2 separate regions of the Canis lupus genome follow, and region 1 is linked to region 2. A link is a contact called in public Hi-C data. All regions are on one chromosome and are shown on one strand. Each heading gives the region's core, a stretch centred on a gene start, on an enhancer-like site or on the middle of the called end of the contact. The rest is flanking DNA. Distances are from core to core; before and after follow the strand shown.

Evidence for each region. A called contact is a pair of places that touch in the nucleus more often than the background predicts.
Region 1: a Hi-C map of amygdala shows a contact between it and region 2, with 1.9 times the contacts expected there. The contact joins the promoter of KLF7 here to the enhancer-like site in region 2. A contact is called at or near these places in 3 of 9 Hi-C or Micro-C datasets (amygdala and blood).

The regions. Positions count from the first base shown.
Region 1 is chr37:15,469,123-15,472,895 of UU_Cfam_GSD_1.0, forward strand. It overlaps KLF7 (Krueppel-like factor 7), which reads right to left and starts at 2,442. Exons shown (of 5, transcript XM_038585552.1): 1 at 2,118-2,442; 2 at 238-477. The coding sequence starts at 339. It overlaps LOC119867945 (a long non-coding RNA gene), which reads left to right and starts at 872. Exons shown (of 2, transcript XR_005385289.1): 1 at 872-981; 2 at 2,090-3,773.
Region 2 is chr37:15,420,612-15,423,979 of UU_Cfam_GSD_1.0, forward strand. It overlaps KLF7 (Krueppel-like factor 7), which reads right to left. Exons shown (of 5, transcript XM_038585552.1): 3 at 2,516-3,146. Among named protein-coding and RNA genes, the nearest start is that of KLF7, 49 kb to the right of the region's middle. Within about 2 kb of position 1,845, at least 5 of the 20 cell types and tissues checked have an H3K27ac peak or open chromatin away from gene starts, as enhancers often do.

The DNA of each region.
Region 1 (3,773 bases), core at 1,192-3,691, 49 kb after region 2:
GAGGTAAGCGCAGATGACTGTTTCCGAAAACATTTTAAACAACAAACAGCCAAAAAAAAAAAAAAAAAAAAAAAAAGCGGGGGGGGGGGGGGAAGAGAGAGAGAAAAGAATAATAAAACAAACAAACAAAACAAAAAACAAAACAAAAATTTTTTTCAACCCCCGAGCCCACACCAACGCAGCCCCTGCGTCTCCGCCGCCACCACACGATTTACACAAGTAATTTAAATCATTCACCTGCTGCCAGGTCTCCTCCAGGGATGGCAAAGCTGAGAAGTAGCCGGTGTCGTGGACAAGTTGTAGCTCCTGGAATATACTATAACTAGCCAACACGTCCATGCTGCTGCTGCCGGGCAAAACGGGAGGAGAAACCCTCCCCCGAACACAGTTGGGTCTGTTTGTTTGTCAGTCTGTCTGGCTCACCCCCCAAGAAGGCAGACATCCAGTGGCCCTTTTGTTTTGTTTTGTTTCAGTCAACTAAAAAGGAAAAAAAAAAAAAAATCAATGCAGGAGAGAGGAAGAGAGGAGGTGAGAGAGGAGAGAGTGAGTGGGGTGGATGGAGAGAGGCATCCAGCGTGTACAAGTGCAGACGGCTGCCAGGAAAAGGGGACTTCTCCACGGGAGTAACAATTCCCTTCCAGGGCTCTAATCACTCCAGCTCGTGGATCAGGAAGGGGGATGCAAACTCACTGACACGAAGCTGCCATCTATTTCTGCAGCGCTGTTCGCTCCTAATGCAATCTTTGCTCTTTATTTTGGGAGGTTGCATTTTTTTTTTCTCGCGATCGCTTCTCTCTCCCCCCCCTTCCCTTCCCTCCCCACCCCCCACCCCATCCTTGCTAGTTTGTAGTCTCTCCCCCCCTCCTTTTCTCCTCCTCCTGCTCTTCCCCCTCCCCAAACTCCCCCCGCTCCGCCCGGCTCTCCGCGCAGCCGTGGGATCTCGGAGGAGGGCGTCCATTAGGCCGCGTGTGACCATGTAAGGTAAACAGGGGGCTCATGAAGTCACTGAGGACCAATGGGGAGCGCGGAGCGGGGCCCGGGGCGGGGCTTGGCCCTGGCGGCGAGCGCCGATTGGCCGGCCGCGGATCTCCCTGCTGCCTTACAAGGCGGTGCGAGGCGAGCTATTTTTAGAGGGCTATATAAGGGGGCTGAGGCGGCCGCGCGGCGGCCGGGGAGCGGGAGCGCGAGCGCGAGGGACGGGGAGGGCCGCGGCGACGCTCGCGCCGGCTCCCGGGACGCCGAGGCGGCCGGGCTGGGGCGGCGCGCCGGCCTCCGGGCCTCGCTCCGGCGCCCGGAGCCCCGGAGGCTGCGCCCCTCGGAGGGGCGGGGGCGCGGCCCGGCGGGAGGGTCGAGGGTCGGGAAGCGGGGTTAGGCTGCCTCCTGGAGGAGGCGCGGGGCGCGAGCGCGGCGGGGCCGCCGTCGGGGGAGGGGCGCTCCCGCTTCCCTCGGCCGCGCTCGGGGGCCGCGGCGGGGCGCCGCGAGGAGAGGCGTGCCCGGGAGGCCTCGCGGACCAAGAGATGAGCGGGGTGGGGGGGAGAGACAAAAAAGAAAAAGGAAAAGAAAAACGCACCCAAAGCCCCTTCACAAATTGCGCACGGGGCGCCGGAAGAGGCGCCTGAGGAGGAAGGGGCACACAATGGAGCCGAACAAAGGGGAGCGGCGCCCGGAGAGCGACCTGCGCCCGCCCCCGCCCCCGCCCCCGCGCGGCGCGCTCCCCGCCCCTCCCCGCCCCGCCCCCCGCGCCCGGTGCGCGCCGCCCCCGCCCCGCCCCCCCCGCCCTGCGGGGGCCGCTCGCCCGTTGGAGGCGCTCCGAGGGGGGCGTCCGCCCGAGTGCGGCTCTGAGGGAAGGAAGGCGCCTGGGGGGGCGGGGCGCGCGGCTGAGGGGGGCGCCAGCCCGAGGCCCCCCAAGTGGCCTCCGGAGAGAGGTGTCCGCCGAGCCGTGGGGAGGCGAGAGGCGGACCCGGACTCCGGAGCCCGCACGTCGGAGTAGACCCGCTCTTACCTCAGATGAAAACCCTCCACAACGCACCTAATTTTTTTTTACCTCAGATGAAAACCCTCCACAACGCACTTTTTTTTTTTTTTTAAGGGCCCGCCCGTTGTTTGCTTGACCTTACGCGGTTAGTGTCGTTCAGGGTTCCCCCAAATGCGCCGTGCGCTGAGCTTCCATTGCTGGAAGGACTGCAGAGTCCGATGAGAGACTTCCCTGTGCCCGTCGTCGCGAGAGCAGCGACATCCACCCTAATCGCCCTCCTCGGCTTCCCGCTCCTGACTCTGTGGGACTCCGCCTCGTGATATTTGCGAAATTCTGCTTTCTAGAAGGAGCACGATTCGAAATTCAGTACTTCGCCCGGGGAAATTAAACAGGAATTACTGGGTCTGGGGAGAGCCCAGTTTCTCTACTTGGCGACGTCTGGAATTCTGTGGGTCAGACCTACAGCGTCCACTGTGGGAGTGCAGCTGGCACGTTGGCTGGCGTTTATGTGCACGGGACGTGCGGAGATGTTTAGTGTTATGTAGACACATCTGTGGTGCTAGGGGATGAATGACATGACAAAGTTAAACGTCGTACCTGAATCAGGGGACATCCGGCTACCACACGCGTGTGTTTGCACCAGGATGAGGAGGCCTCTCTTTGAAAGGCCAGGTGGGCCTTTCCCAGAAGTAGGAAACCGCTTAGGGCCATCACATCCCAACTAATGCCTTAACTTGATCCTTAGGGTCGCTGGTGCTGCTGCTTACTGGTCGCTTACTGGTGTGGCTTTGAGCTCAGGGGCCCAGACCTTCTAATTACCGCCTCAGAAACAGAGAGAGTGGGCTCTGCCTTGCGGGGTGGTTATGAGGACTGCAAGTAACGTCTGTAACTCACCTGCCATAGCATATGGGGCTATTAGGTGGATACTAAATGTTGAGCCATTATCATCTCCCGGTGATAACTGAGTCAACTAAATAATATATCTGAACTAATCAGACCCATGGGGGGACATACCAGATTCTTGGAGAAAGAGGAGAGAGAGAGAAGCCTCTTGCCAATTTGTAATAAGTATTACAAATGTGTTTCTCGCGTGTGGGGGGATACGGAAGAGGCCTTGGGAAAGCGCAAGTTCTTTTTTTTTTTTTTAAATAATAAATTTATTCTTTATTGGTGTTCAAATTGCCAACATACAAAATAACACCCAGTGCTCATCCCGTCAAGTGCCCCCCTCAGTGCCCGTCACCCATTCACCCCCACCCCCCACCCTCCTCCCCTTCCACCACCCCTAGTTCGTTTCCCAGAGTTAGGAGTCTTCATGTTCTGCAAGTTCTTGAGTGAACAGAGGAAGTAAAGGAACTGAGACATAGGGAACTCAAGAGGCAAAACACTAGGCAAAGCCAAAGCATATAATTTGATGTGTGAACTCAAGTGAACTTGATTTCTGTTTTTTTGTGTTACACCATTGCTATTTTTGAGCGAAATATGACATTTTTGTTAACTTGGGTTTGAAGATTTTACAGATAATAGTGAACTAGTTAAACACTTTGAGTGTACCAGGCTGTGTGGGCACATAAGCCCATACAGTGGGCTTTTATTATATACAGTGTCTCATTTCATCCTCACAACAACGTGAGGCAGGGACTTTTGTTATATCCAACTTTATGGATGACGGTATGCAAGCTTAGAAATATTGGGTTGGTCAAGGTCCTACAACTAGGAAGCAGCTGAGGAGGGGCTCAAATGTAGGAACGTCTGACTTTCAAGACTGCTTTGCATGGGGGTCTCGGTGTAGTGAAAA
Region 2 (3,368 bases), core at 595-3,094:
TTTCTACTTTCTATAGAGCTGTTTTTTTCACGCAGTCATCATTAATCAATATCAGCAGCAATCGTAGTAAGTACAACCAACTCCACTACGGTCTTCAATGAGCTCTTACGATCTGCCAAGTATTTTACATATATCTACACATTTAATTTTCAAAACAATCTAGGTTGAAGATAAAATTATCCCCATATTTTATAAATGACTAAGCTGAGACTCAGGGAAGATAAGTCACCTAACCAGATCACAAATCTAAGAAGCAGTAGACCCAGAACTCAGATCCTTGTCCACCTACTACAAAGCCCTCCCTCCCTCTTAACCACTCTGCAACACTGCCTTTCAATAATGTAGGGTGCCTCCTTGAGTAAATTACCCATGGGGAGGAGTCTTAACACATCAGTCCACCGTACGGCAAGTGGTTGCAGGTGCTGGGGAACATAATGAGCTCCACCTTGATAATCACTCTGAGTAGACAATGCCCAAAAAACAAAGCACTGAATAAGCACCACTCCTAAAGGGGTTTCCTTCTGACACATCTGTTGGGAAAAGGGGATAAGAAAAGAAGAAAAATGCTCTGGACTTCCCATTGAAAACATAGAATCTCGCTTCCCCAGAGCTGTCCAGTCTTCATACAAGACAGGATGTGGCCTGTCTTCATGTCAATAATTCAGAAACGTGTCCATAATCACGACTTCCACGCCCTCAACAAAGCATTCTTGCTTCATTCCGCTTTCTCTGGTTTCCTGGGGAGAATAGGAAGTGAGTCACCATCAAAGCCTGGGAGCACTGCAATGTCTTGTCATGACTTTCCTCAGTGACTTGAGAAAGAAAGATATATAAATAAAAAATGACCTGCAGGACAATATCATAAAGGAAAAGAAGCTGACTCGAGCAGGAAGCATTGTCTGTGGAGTAGAGCACTCAGACTCAAACTCTTGGGAAACCCTACACGGGACTCTGCAACCTGAGCCACCAGGTTCACAAGTCATGTTAGCAGACCTTCCCATGAGCCAAGAGTTACATAGGAAGTTAAATGTGGAACTGGAGGAGTACATGACGAAGTCCTGTGTAGCAAAGAAGCAGTATGTTCTCATCCTCCCTTGGGACTGACTTTGAGGTTCAAAATGGTGATTTCTTTTAGACACACAGTACACATCTTACTTCAGGAAAGTGCTTCTGTACTGCACACAGATATTTCATGCCCCTGACACTGCAGAGCACTGGATGGGAAAGCCAGTCGGTTGGAGAGATATGGACAATGAGGCCCAATGAGGGAAAGGGACACTCTCAAGGTCACAGAGCTAGTTAGTGGCACAGTGAGAACTAGAACCCGGGTCTTTCTGATTTTCCAGCCAATGAAATCTGCTCTGCACATTTCCTTGGTGGCACAGACCGAAACTCCCCACAAAGCACCAGGAAGACAAGCTGTGAGACCAAAAAGGACTCTCAGCAGCCACATCTCCTGGCTCAAATCCAATCACCCATTTCTCTCCAGTTGCACTCTCACTCTGCTATACTTTTGGAGCTTTTCCCTCTTCAGCGGTCCTGTGCAAGCGGTATGCAAAACCACACAGGCGAGACAGTAGGGACTCATTTAAAACCCGCCAATGACAGTAATGGCTCCTAGGATGCTAACACGAGGAAGAAACACCAGCCCTAAGCTTGCACCTCAGAGCACAGAACGAAGACCAGTTTCAAGGAAAATGCCAATCTCACTCTTTGCTCTGTAAGCCCCGCTCTTCCAAATCATCCCACTGCTCCAAAGATCAATATGGTGCCTGGGAATCACTGCAGAAGTCCTGAGTAAAACATACAGCCCCTGTCGGTGCCCACTCCCCTCTACCACACACATAGCAATGTAATCACTTTAGCAACTTCCCAGTAACAGGCTCATTAAAAAGCAATTCCGCCATCTCTCCATAAAGCACGCGCCAGAGAACAATGCAAAAGAGGAGATGCCAATTAATTATAGAATGATCACATCTAATGAACTCTGAAACCCTCCTGCTGTTGGTGACTTTGATGAAAAATCAGGGATGCTGGGAAAAGAGTGAATAGGGACACCCCGACTACCTTGTTTAGCCGTGGAGTCTTTCAAATGTGCCTCCTCAGACTCCAGTGTTGCTCAAAACTGCAGAGCTACGCTCCTAAAACGATGAAACGTGTCAGGGAGGTGACAAGCACGTGCAGGGTGTATGGCGGTGAGTCACGCCGCCGGAGCCCATTCAGGCGTCCTCGGAACTGTGTGATTCTGCCCTGGGGTGCTCCTTGGGCCCGAAAGGATGGCGCGGCCAGCGAGCGACACTCCGCCGCCCTGGCCCGGCCCTCCCGCCTGGCTACCACTCCAGGTGAGCACGACGCCCCTCCTTGGGACACGGGAGCCCTTCCCACTGAGAGGCTAGAGGAGGAGAAGGAGAGGGAGGAGGAGAAGGAGGAGGAGAAGGAAGAGGAGGAAGAGGAGGAAGAAGAGGAAGAGGAGGAGAAGCAGAAGAAACCACGTGCGGCCAACTTGTACCACTACCTGTGTGAGTCCTCTGGTGGGCCTTTAGGTGGGAGCTTTTTGTATAAACTTTCCGGCACCCGTTAAACTGACAGCGGTGAACCCTCTTCTTGTTTTCGGGGCACGCCTCGGCCCCCACCCCTCCTTGCTCACTGTCGCTCTGTCCGCTCTTAACTGTCCCAGCTGCCGCCACGGCCGCTGCTGCCGTTGCCACCCCTCCCACCTTGACTGAGCCGAGCGCAGCCTTCTTGGCCACCAGTTTCAACGTCACCGTGCCATCCACGGCTGAGAGAGTCTGTGAGGTTTTGACCAGATGGCGGCTGAGCTCAGGGGACGACGGGGGCGTTAATGAGGTCACTGCGTTGAGCTGGGCCTGGTTGACGGCTGTGTAGCTGTCTAGAGAAGAGCTGGTTGGCTGGAGGCTGAGGCAGGTCTCAGATAGCAACTTGTCCCGAGAGAGCAGAATGTCCACTGCCGAGCTCTTCTCGCAGATGGTGGCTTCCACCGGGAGCAGCAGCGGGTCCAAGCGCCGGAAGCTTTCCTCAATGCACGGGGGAGGAGAAGCATGGAGGAAACAGTCCAAGTCCTCCCCGAAGGTCTCCGAGATCCTCCTAGGCTCCGTCTGTAGGTAGCGTTCCAATTCAAGGCATGTCTGCAGAGGGGAAGGAGGGAGGGAGAGAAACAGCCATCAGAGGCGAAGAACACCATGAGGCCACATGTTGACAGGCTGAGCAGGAAGACACACAGAACGGTTTTGTGGCTGGAATCTGAACTTTTCTTGGTGGAAGGTCTGACCTTGTTATTTACTCCCCGAGTAATTTCTGAAGGGTTCATAAGGGTCAAATCATGCAAGTATAATGAAGGGGAACTAGAG